3 separate regions of the Mus musculus genome follow, and regions 2 and 3 are each linked to region 1. The links are chromatin contacts, called in public Hi-C and HiChIP or PLAC-seq maps. All regions are on one chromosome and are shown on one strand. Each heading gives the region's core, a stretch centred on a gene start, on an enhancer-like site or on the middle of the called end of the contact. The rest is flanking DNA. Distances are from core to core; before and after follow the strand shown.

Region 1 (3,723 bases), core at 391-2,890:
ACAAGGATTAAAAGCAGGTGCATTTGGAATTAAATTCTTTGAATACCATTCATTTATTCATTTATTTGTTGTGTCTTGGTGGTAGTGGTGGGCAGCACTGAGGTCAGAGGACACATTTGAAGTAGGTGTCAGTTTTTTTTTTCCACCACACACATCCCTGGATGGAACTCTGGATGGCAGGCTTGGTGGCAAGTGCCTGTACCAGATGAAACATCTCACGGGCCCACTTGGAACTCTTGAACCAGCGTTCTCGATTCCTTGTGTTGTCAGAAGAGTACTTAAAGGGCACTCGACCTCATCATCCACTTTCTTGTTTCTGGTCTCAGTTCTGGCACACGTGACTCAACTGATGCATGGGAGACGACAGTACAGTGACATGGTCCAGAGGATGCCTCCCTGGAGAGCCAAACTTAGGCACCTACATGCCAGCTGACTGCGAGCCCCGTGTTAAGTTACTCAGTTGTCCAGCATTTTCTATCTTTAAAGTGGGATAATAAAACTCTGTGTCATGGGCCTGTTGAGAGAATTTAATTATTATGTTCTGATGTCCACTTACTATGGTCATCAACCTAGGTCTGCCATATGGAGCCTCTGAGAATCCACGCTGGCCTCCTCTGCTGCCCTCTTCTGTCTCTCACCTCTGCGATTCCGCAAGAGCCTCTCTGTTGCCCTGGTTCTGCATCGGCTTGGTTCCAACAGAAGCAGAGGATTCTCCAAGAAAGGATCATCACCCTGCTCCTCTTTGCCTAACTTATAACCAGCTGTTATGAGTTAGCAGATCCGAAGGAAGCCTAGGGCAGGGCCAAGAGGAGTCTGTCTCTGTGAAGATATCTCTGTGCATGAGCCCCAAGACGTTGTGACTTTTGAGAAAGATCTCAGGAGGAGAAGGCAAGGAATCTCTCCGTGAAAGGAAGAGGACCGATAGATCTAGTGCACATGGGAAAAGGAGACCCGTGGTCCTCAGGCCCACTTGCCACGGGCCCCTGCTCTAAGGTTCTCCCTAAATCGGGGTAACCGAGTTTTACTCCTTCCTTCAATGTACAGCTCCCCTTCGTCACTGAGAGAAGGGCTGTGGTGGCGAATATCCCCGAGTTTCCTTAGATTTGAGAATCTCTTACACAGAGAACTTAAGGGGAACTAGTTTGATTAATATGTATTGCACGCCCACAGAGTGCTGGGCAGTCCGAGGAACCGAGTAAACTAAAAGTACAGTCTCATCCCAGAAAAAGAAACTGACTGACTCTGGGGACCCTCATTTCTTCGGAGCGCACTTTGGATTCTGATCCTCACAAATCATCAATATTTCTCAGTACTTGGACTCCCACCGAGCTCCCCAGGGCCTTCTGGAAAGCTGAAGGATGGGGCAAGGGGGCGGGGGGGGGGGGAAAGAGAGCGGAGCGGATCCGGGCGGGCTGGGGAGGTGAGACTGGAAGGGCGGGGGAGAGGGGACACCTAGGTGCGTTCCCCACTCGGTACTGCACAGAGACTCTTCCAGGAACCGCCTGGCACCCTGGGCGGTGGACTTTGGCTGCTGTGCGCCCCGTCTGCTCCTCCCCTCCCATCCCCAGCAGGCTCAGAGCTTCACTCCGGGGCGTGTCCTGCCTACCTCGGGCTCACAGTGGTCCACTCAGCCGGCTCCAGTGGCGGTGGAGCAGCGACTGGCTGCGGGAGCCGGAGCAGAGGTGGCGCGAGCCGCGCGGGGAAGCAGCGGTGGCCGCGGCAGGCACCTGTGCGGAGCAGGAGGAGCAGGGCTAGGGTGGGTGGCAGCTGCCGCTCTGAGCCGCGGAAGGAGCAGGTATCTCCCAACTGGGATCCTGCTGTTCCTGTCAACCTCCGGCTGCCTGGCAGGAAGGTAGTGCCGAGCTGGGGACACTGGTGTGGGCAAACATGTGCAGCAACAACTAGAGGCCTCGGGACAGGTTAACGTGTGGTTCCAGAGTAGAGAGGAGAAGCAAGGGGTGCCCTGGACCATGGCAGCCTCCCGCCTGGACTTCGGGGAGGTGGAAACTTTCCTGGATAGGCACCCAGAGTTGTTTGAAGATTACTTGATGCGAAAAGGAAAACAGGAACTGGTGGACAAGTGGCTACAAAGGCACACTTCTGGACAGGGGGCTTCAAGCCTGAGGCCTGCCCTGGCTGGCGCTAGCAGCTTGGCTCAGAGCAATGCTAAAGGCAGCCCTGGCATAGGTGGTGGTGCTGGACCCCAGGGCTCTGCCCACAGCCATCCCACGCCCGGTGGTGGGGAAAGTGCTGGGGTTCCCTTGAGTCCCAGTTGGGCCAGTGGCAGCCGGGGTGATGGCAGCCTGCAGCGGAGAGCTTCGCAGAAAGAGCTGAGGAAGAGCTTTGCCCGCTCCAAAGCCATCCATGTGAACAGGACCTACGATGAACAGGTGACCTCCCGGGCCCAGGAGCCCCTGAGCAGTGTCCGGAGGAGAGCCCTGCTCAGAAAGGCCAGCTCTCTGCCCCCCACCACAGCTCACATTCTAAGTGCCCTGCTGGAATCGAGGGTGAATCTGCCTCAGTATCCCCCTACGGCCATCGACTACAAATGCCACCTCAAAAAGCATAACGAGCGCCAGTTTTTCCTGGAACTGGTCAAGGACATCTCCAATGACCTTGACCTCACCAGCCTAAGCTACAAGATCCTCATCTTTGTCTGTCTCATGGTGGACGCTGACCGTTGCTCTCTCTTCTTAGTGGAAGGGGCAGCTGCTGGCAAGAAGACGTTGGTCTCCAAGTTTTTTGATGTGCACGCAGGAACCCCACTGCTCCCCTGCAGTAGCACAGAGAACTCAAATGAGGTGCAAGTCCCCTGGGGCAAAGGTATCATTGGCTATGTCGGGGAACACGGAGAAACTGTTAACATCCCGGATGCCTACCAGGTAGGACCGCTTGTCCTCGGCTCCCCAGCCCACTGGCTTGGCAGCCATGCCTTCCCTCATCCTTTGACCACCAGGACCACTTCTATTTGAACCCTTTGCAGATGTTATTTAAGTTCTTTCTTGAGTTTTGTTAGAGTGTTGTATCGTCTTTGACAGAATGGTGCTTTCCTAGCACAATGGCTTATGGGAAGTTAATATATCACTCGATAATACCACGTGGATCTCTGTCAAGATGTAGCCTTAAGATGTCTGTCTGTATGGCTTTAGAGTGGATCTGTGAACTTCTAGAAAGAGATGTAAACTCCAGAATCTCAGTGTTATCGTGAAGAAAATGGGTGTTTTGTGTCTCTGGTGTCTGTGGGGGATGGGGGTGGAGAGGCGGGGTGGGGGGTGAGGGTGGGAAATAGCGATTTTCATGTTGTAGTTCAAGGTTGGAAGGGGAACAGGGGACCTAACTACATACTTGATGCCTACGGTTCCTCTAGCTTAAATTTGCTTGAGTTTCAAGGTAGGAAGACAGGGACCTGTGACTGGATCTGTGACCCATTCAGGTCTTCTTCATATCTGCCTCAGTAGAGTTTAGAGAGGTTGGACAAATAAAGGGACAAGCCACTTTCAAGCTTGGCTACAGCAGGCAGCTCTCAATAGGGGGAACCAAGTAGAGGTTTAGTTTATGAAATGCCCCCATTGGTATATTTTTAGCAACTGCCAAGGCAATGGGAGCAGTGGACACGCTAGATTCAAGTGGATAAGCAAGCCCAGCAGGCTGTTGTCTGGTTGTCCTGTCTTTTCCTTTTTACAGTGATTTGAACTTGGTATTGGATGCTGGATCTGAAAGGCA
Region 2 (3,723 bases), core at 769-3,268, 220 kb after region 1:
TGACTAAGGACACTGAGGAAGACCTGTTGACTTAAAAACTTCAGGTTGCCTGGCATGGTAGCATGTGCCTTTAATCCCAGCACTCAGGAGACAGAGGCAGGCGGATCTCTGTGAGTTCAAGGCCAGTGTGGTCTGCAAAGGGAACACCATGGCAGACAAAGGTACACAGAGAAACCCTGCCTCGAAAAAAAAGCAAAAAACAAAAACAAACAAATAAACAAAAAGTGAATGAAACATGTGGCCAGAGATCCAAACTCCTAGGGACTCCGGTGGCTTGGGTGTTAGGCAGCTCATTTCACTGGTCAGCTAAGAATCACGAGGCTCCAATGAGGTTACTGTAGTGAGTGTTTCTTTCCTAGCACGCACCTTCAGTGTGGCCCTAAAGGTCATGGCAGAGCTTCACAAAAGGCTCAGTGTAACTAATGTGCCTGTCATTGTGCCTTCGTACTTGTAACTTATATCCTTTCCCATATGTCCTTCCTGCAACACCTACACACACATGAAGTTTCTGGCACTTCCTCAAATCGCGCTACTGACGGGGAACCGTGTCTTCAATACTGGAGGCTCTGGGGGAGGCTTTTCATGTTCAAAATGATCAGTCTATCCCCTCTCTGCCCCTTTTTCTCTAGACCAGTGGTTCTCAACCTGTGCGTTTCAACCCCTCTGAGGGTTGAATGGCCAGTTAACAGGAGTCACCCAAGACCATCAGAAAACACAGATACTTACCATAGGATTCATAATAGTAGCAAATTTACAGATATGAAGTATCAATGAAAATAATTTTTTTAATTTTCTTTTTAAAAAAAGATTTATTTACTTAATATATAGAGTGTTCTGCCTGCATATATACTTGCATGCCAGAAGAGGGCATCAGACCTCATTACAGATGGTTGTGAGCCATCATGTGGTTGCTGGGAATTGAACTCAGAGCCTCTGGAAGAACAGTCGGTGCTATCAATCTCTGAGCCATCTCTCCATCCCAACAAAAATAATTTTATGATTGGGGGGGGTCATCCTAACATGAGGAACTGTATTAAAGGGTCACAGTATTAGGAAAGTGAAAGCCACTGACCTAGAGGGAAGTCCCAGCAAAGCCACATAAACACCAGCATCCCTTGTGTTCTTCTGTAATCAGTACAATGTGTCCCTCTAAAATGAGAAGCCAATCCAGTGGCCCTTTTGATTATTTTTTTAGAAAAACCTATGCGGTGAGACACATATAAACTAGAAATAGATATTCAAGACTTGAATATGCAGAAATATGGTATTAAATGAAATTAGACCTCTAATAATTTCAGATATATTTAAATTTTAGGCTTGGAAAACCTTGGTGCATGTTGTGGTTGTTTTAGAAATAGCAATAATCAATCCAAGTTTGCTCAATTAGCCCAAAAGAATGCTGTGTTCTCCTCCGCTCTTCATAACAAACTAGAGAAACAAGCAAGCGAAGAGTTCATTAGAGACACATTTGTGAGGCATTAATACATGTAATAACTTTCATGATTAAGAAAAACAGCCTCACTTTAAAACAGAACTAAGAAATACGGCCGCTGTGGGAACAAAATGCTTATTTTAAAACACGGATAAATTATAGTCCAGTATGCATGTGTAGAGAGTTACGTTGAATCACACTATCAATCACAAAGACCTCTTTAATTTCAGTGTTAATGGTTGAGATCCTCTGTGACAGACGAGCAGGAACTTAGAAAAATAGAAAAATCATTACCACGTGAAACTTTCTCCAAAGAAAATGGCTGTCTCTTTCTTCCTAATGACATTTATGTGATTGAAGTGAATAGGCGTTTCCTGACAGTTATATCACAGAAATAAGCCAGTCCGCACCCATCTCTTATAATAACGTTTCCCATGGGGATTAGGATGGGTTTAATCAAATGTAATAATATGTAATAATCAAATGCCATATGTGTCATATATGTTAAACAGTATCTAATATGCATATACTATAATCTCACTTGGAGATCTTATCTACCAACCACAACCTTCATAATACAGAAAGGAACTAGGAAGTAATAAAAACACCGAATAAACCACAGCGTTCACATGGTAGAGTTCACGTCCTGGGCTCATTTGCTCGATTTTAGACACAATCTCTACCACAATCTTAAATTGCTATTTGTTTTGCTCATTCTTCATGGTAACCATTCTGGCCCAGCATCAAGTTGTTCGGGCCCTCTTTTTTCAGGGTCCATGGTAGGATTGCTTTTCCTTCATGGTTAGAGTGAAAGGGACTTGTAAATTGCTCTTCTAGTGGATTGAATAAGAATGCCCCCCCACCATAGGCTCATATATTTGATTGCTTAATAACCAAAGAGTAGCATTATTTGAAAGGATTAGGAGGCATGGCCCTGTTGGAAGAAGTGTTTCATTGGGGTGACCTTTGAGGTTTCAAGACCCCATGCTAAGCCCAGTGTCTCTTGCTGCCTGTAGACCCTGCTGTAGCACTCAGCCACTGCTCCAGCACCTGCCCACGTGCCAGCATGCTCCCTAGCATCATGACAGTGGACCAAACCTCTGAAACTGTAAGCAAGCCCCCAGTTAAATGATATTGGTATAAGAACTGCTGTGACCATTGTCTCTTCCCAGCAACAGAACAGTGACTAAGACACTCTGGCGGGTGGAACTTAATCGGAAAGGGAAGGTATCGTCTCCCTTCTATTCACAAGGAAACTGATCCTTGAGCTAAGAAACTAGGCCAAAATTATAAGGCCAGTGGAGTGAGGATAGTGAGTTCAAAGGTCAAGCAATTCTGCTTCCCAATGCTGGCATCCTAAACGGTGATAATTAGGAAAACCAAGTTTGCCAGCTAGACAGAAATGGCCAGTCTTGAGAATTCTTGCTGATAGTTCATTAAAGAACTACTTCACATAAACAAAATGAAATGCTACCTCTGGTCCCACAGAAAAGGAGACAATGAACTCATGCTACACATCGATGGCAACTCAGGGATGAAGTCTGGTTTCTCTGCTCAGAAATGTAGCGGGCCCACTCACATGACTGTGTGGCTTGGAAGAGCATGCTAATCAGATTGCTTTTGGAAGTCAAAAGCTTTATAGAAATATTCATTGGAACAGATTTCATAGTGTCTTTTTTTAATCTCCATTTTCAATGGAATTAGGAAATGAAAAGAAATCCAGGCACAAAAATATAGTTATTAAAATAACTAAAGAGACATTTTTAGCCTTCATGAACGAAGGTATTCAGATCACATTGCGGCTTGGGAGAAGACGCAGTCAAATTGGTCTTTTTCCTCTCTGCTCACACTCTGACATCCAACCTGTAGCCTTCGGCAGAGCAAACGGGCCATTTTAACATGGAAAATGCATGGGTAGGCTTTAACCAGTGGTTTTCACAGAAATGTCCCCAAACTAGCAGCATTATCAGCTTTATCTGGGAACTTGTTAAACATGTAAATTCTCAGGCCCCACTCAGAGCAGCTGAATCGGGAGCTATCTGGGATGTTCTAGAGTTTGTGACCCACTGAATAACGGATGAGTTCAGGTGAGCAGGGTTGGGGAGCCTCTGAAACATAACGAAGTGAGGAATTTCATGGAAAGATTCCAGCGGGAAGCCTTGACGAGCTGTCCTGGGACAGTATAGCTCATAAGAGAATAGCTATCGGCCACACCTATCAGTCAGAAGACGTAGGAAACCACGCTGTGTGAGAAATGCAGGAGCTTTGTTACATTCAGAATGTATGTAAGA
Region 3 (3,723 bases), core at 567-3,066, 190 kb after region 1:
CTCCCACAGAGGATGACATGAGTTCTCCGGCCTTACTTAACTTCCCAGAAACAACATCCTGCTACTCACAGCAGAGCAGAGCAATGCCTTAATGATCTTTAAACAGAAACTATACTCCCTTCACACTCTTGTCCCTACCTTGGCTGTCCTTCTCTCTGGCTTGTAGGCAGCATCAAGAGTGATGATCACCGCCCTACTCCTCCACTTGCATTTGCAGGTCTGGTAACCAGGGAGACCCTCCTCCCTCAGACACAGTGAGAGAAATGTAAAAGCACAACCTTGTCTCATGGCTCTCCGGTGTTCAGCAGATTGAAGACTCTAGCTCTGTGCAATACAGCTTTCTCAGTGTGATCTTCCTCAGCGACACTTGACTTTTATTCTTGATCCCATCCCTTCATCTCTTCATCATCTCTGCCTTTAATTAACCTACTTGCTGATAAGTTGAACAACCTTGTTTCAGCCCGTCTCCCATTTTATCGTTCACTGTTATTTAACACCATTGTGCCTGTGTTTGTTCTATTTGAAACATAACTGTTTCCTTGTGTGCAAGTAACTTATATTCCTTATTTCAAATTTAGGAACTAGAATCAATCATCTTTAAACTTCCAGAGGTAAGCCATTCAGAGGGAACCATCGTGGTTATTTATAGCTTCTGAAGGCTCTGTCAGTGTGTCTGAGGGTTTGACATCCACAGATCCCTGCACAGTGATCCCTTAACATAGGAAATGTTGCCCGTGTACAGATACACTCTTCTCTTACATGACTCTAACCAGATACTTCATGATCCACTGTGTGGGTGTGCTATGATCTACTTAACTGAATATTCACTGACTATCCATGCCATTTTTGACACACCATTGTAATACACAATGATGGGGTTCATACTCCTATATGGGAATTGCTGTCCATGGTTTTGATAATGGCCATAAGACATGTGGCATGATACATGGCAGCAATAAGTCAGAAGTTCCTTATACTTTTTGTGCTCCAGATATACATTAATAAGTCGATTTCTAGAAAAAGTGTAGTGATGCATTCATATTTTAGAAATGTAGTAAAGTCTTGGGCTAAGATCACAGACTATGGAGTCCTGTTCTGTCCTCTGAGCCCTAAGTCATGTGTCCTTCACGTTTCACTTCTTCAAGTCTTCATTATTTATGCTTTTGGACAGGTTCTACCTTGATGATTTTATTCATACAAAAGCTCTTGTGCTCTCTGGCCACCTCGATTCCAGGGTCATTTTGAACTCTCTGTTGTTTCTGTCAGATCCCCCAGGCTCCCCACTTCCACTCAAGCCATATTTTTCATCCTTATAGATGGGAAAGTTCATATACCCAGAAATATCTTTATCTAGCAAACAGACTAAGTAAGGTTTGTTTTTCTCAGCAGCACCACCACCCCCCAGACTCCAGAGCTCTCCAGTCTCACTGAATGTACCCATTCCATTGCCTTCTATGATGTAAATTGTCCCTCACCTACAGGGGATTTATGGGAGAGATTAGCTAAGAGCTTCAGTTGCCTCAGAATGGAGATGACAAGCACACTGTTCTGTACTGAATCAGACTCCCACCGTTTGTCCAGTGCTGTGTGACCCTTCCTTGGCAAAACAAAGGGGTCCCAGACATTCTAGGGAATCTGGAGCTCCTAGCCCATAGGTCATACCCATGATGCTTCATCAACCTGGCTGCCTCCTCTTCCTGCTTGCTGGCATTGTCTTAATTCTGATGTTATCCCTAGGGAAAGGGAGAAAGCCATTCTGTTCTTTCAAGAGATAACGTTGATGGATGTGCTTGTTAATGTCTGACCTCCTCTGAACCAGGCTCTTCCATTCCAGGCGGTTAATCTTTCCAAGCCTTATCTGATAAGGACAGATGGTAACAGTACCTACCTCGTTGGGTTATTTGAAACGTATATAAAATAACTCAAGTGAAGGTGCTGGGAGGACTGACATACACTGAGCAGCCAATAAACGTTATCTTCATTTCCATCATGGAATATTTATTTTTTTAAGAGTCTAAAGCTATTCTTGATTTCTCTATAGTCTTTTTTTTTTTTTTTTTTTTTTTTGGAGATTTCTCAAATACTGCGGTCTGAGCATTGTCTACTTGGACACATATCTTTATTTCTGTCTCTAGTAGTCTGAGTTCTTCAAGGACAATGACAAGTTCATTTTTATATTCCCAATACTCTGCAGTCCTCATAGAGGAGGCATTAATAAATATCTGTGGGAAGAATACAGTGGCTGAATGATTTTTTTATGCTCGTTTTTGTTTTAGTCTGTTTTGTTTTGCATCTGGAATCCTTTTTCAATTTTTAAACAATTTAAGAAAAATGTAAGATTATAATACAATTATACTGTTTCCTCTTCACCCCTCCAAAACCTGCTATGTATACCCACTGTATGAACTAAGGGTTTCGCACCAGATGTATAAACTGACAACATGATACTCCAATGTATGGTTAAGCAGGTTTTATTGTAGACTAGAGGGAGAATACAGCCAGAAAGTACAGCCAGAGGAAGAGTCCAGAGCAGGGAGAGAAAGGAGGAGACTGAACAAGGCCAGCAGACTGAACTGGGCCAGGAGAGAGGGGGGGGAGGAAGGAGGGGAGGGGAAGGGAAGGGAAGGGAAGAGAAGAGAAGAGAAGAGAAGAGAAGAGAAGAGAAGAGAAGAGAAGAGAAGAGAAGAGAAGAGAAGAGAAGAGAAGAGAAGAGAAGAGAAGAGAAGAGAAGAGGGGCAAAGCAGAGCAGCATGGCAGATATAGCAGGGTTATGATATAGCAGGGTTACAATATAACAGGGTTATAAAGATAATGAGAATCTGGGGATAGAGAGGACCATGAGCTGGAGATGGTTAGTATAAAGGCAGGATGAGAAGAGCCAGGAGGCCAGCATGGACTCGGAAATGTGTAACAGGTACTTGTGGTATTCAGGGAGGCTGGAGGCCAGCATGTAGTTTGCTATGCTGATAGGCATCACAGATGTGAACTGGCTTTGTAAGTTCCCAAGGAATGCTAGCATTGGTCTAACTGCCAGAATTTGGACTTACCCTTCAAATTCATGGCTTCTTTTTCTTTAATTGGTGGTGGTGGTGGTGGTGGTGGTGGTGGTGGTGGTGGTGGTGGTATGTGTGTGTATGTGTGTGTGTGTGTGTCTTCCTAAACACTGAATACACCCTGCTCAGTCTGTATAATGTGACTTGTATGTATGTTTCCAGGGCTGACCATCTCATAAAGGATCATAGTTTGTGCTTTTCCCTCGACACTTTCAACATTCCTTAGCAGTCTATAGTTTGCTGTCTAAGATTGAGGCCCCCAAAGTTTAACCTCCTTCCATATTAACATACCTATTGATTTCATCCTTGTTCAACTCATGCTTAGGCTGGGATTCTTAAAAACCTATCCTATGTTCTATATTAAATGAAAGAGGAAAGTCAGATGGCATAACATCATATGGTTAAAAGGTGAAAGAATTGAAGAATAGGATGGCACACTGGTGTGGCTAGAAAATCCCAAACAATTTACCGATAACCTATTAAAATTAATCATTTTTAATTATTTAAATATTTAATTTTAATATTAATTAATTAATTGAAATATGTATACTGATGAATATAGGTTATACGCATATACATATATTCTATTTCTACATACCAATTACATTTGACCCTCTGTAGTTGTAAGCTCTGTGTCTGTTAACTCAAACAATTGCAGATTGAAAATATT

The links. Hi-C and Micro-C count contacts between places; a contact is called where the count stands out from the background. HiChIP or PLAC-seq counts read pairs in DNA pulled down with a chosen protein or histone mark.
Region 2: an H3K27ac HiChIP or PLAC-seq map of embryonic stem cells shows a contact between it and region 1, with 6 times the contacts expected there. The contact joins the enhancer-like site here to the promoter of Pde11a in region 1. A contact is called at or near these places in 5 of 39 promoter capture datasets (cranial neural crest, embryonic stem cells and neural stem cells), 2 of 15 datasets of contacts at CTCF or cohesin (large pre-B cells and pro-B cells), 30 of 484 Hi-C or Micro-C datasets (the AML12 cell line, the BV-2 cell line, CD4 T cells and 18 more), 12 of 115 datasets of contacts at active chromatin or transcription factors (T-cell acute lymphoblastic leukemia, Th17 cells, embryonic forebrain and 4 more) and 1 of 9 other capture datasets (embryonic stem cells).
Region 3: a Hi-C map of stem cell-derived motor neurons shows a contact between it and region 1, with 4 times the contacts expected there. The contact joins the enhancer-like site here to the promoter of Pde11a in region 1. A contact is called at or near these places in 6 of 39 promoter capture datasets (the 3T3-L1 cell line, 3T3-L1-derived adipocytes, embryonic stem cells and 2 more), 13 of 484 Hi-C or Micro-C datasets (ECoMG myeloid progenitors, the N1E-115 cell line, cortical neurons and 10 more), 6 of 115 datasets of contacts at active chromatin or transcription factors (T-cell acute lymphoblastic leukemia, embryonic basal ganglia, embryonic stem cells and 2 more) and 1 of 9 other capture datasets (embryonic stem cells).

What each region holds. Positions count from the first base shown.
Region 1 is chr2:76,336,855-76,340,577 of GRCm38.p6, reverse strand. It overlaps Pde11a (phosphodiesterase 11A), which reads left to right and starts at 1,640. Exons shown (of 20, transcript NM_001081033.3): 1 at 1,640-2,882. The coding sequence starts at 1,971.
Region 2 is chr2:76,120,701-76,124,423 of GRCm38.p6, reverse strand. The region is part of intron 9 of Pde11a (phosphodiesterase 11A); the gene reads left to right. Among named protein-coding and RNA genes, the nearest start is that of Gm52518, 86 kb to the right of the region's middle. Within about 2 kb of position 2,018, at least 6 of the 459 cell types and tissues checked have an H3K27ac peak or open chromatin away from gene starts, as enhancers often do.
Region 3 is chr2:76,143,929-76,147,651 of GRCm38.p6, reverse strand. The region is part of intron 6 of Pde11a (phosphodiesterase 11A); the gene reads left to right. Among named protein-coding and RNA genes, the nearest start is that of Gm52518, 110 kb to the right of the region's middle. Within about 2 kb of position 1,816, at least 6 of the 459 cell types and tissues checked have an H3K27ac peak or open chromatin away from gene starts, as enhancers often do. A contact at or near this core is called in stem cell-derived motor neurons, where this site is marked.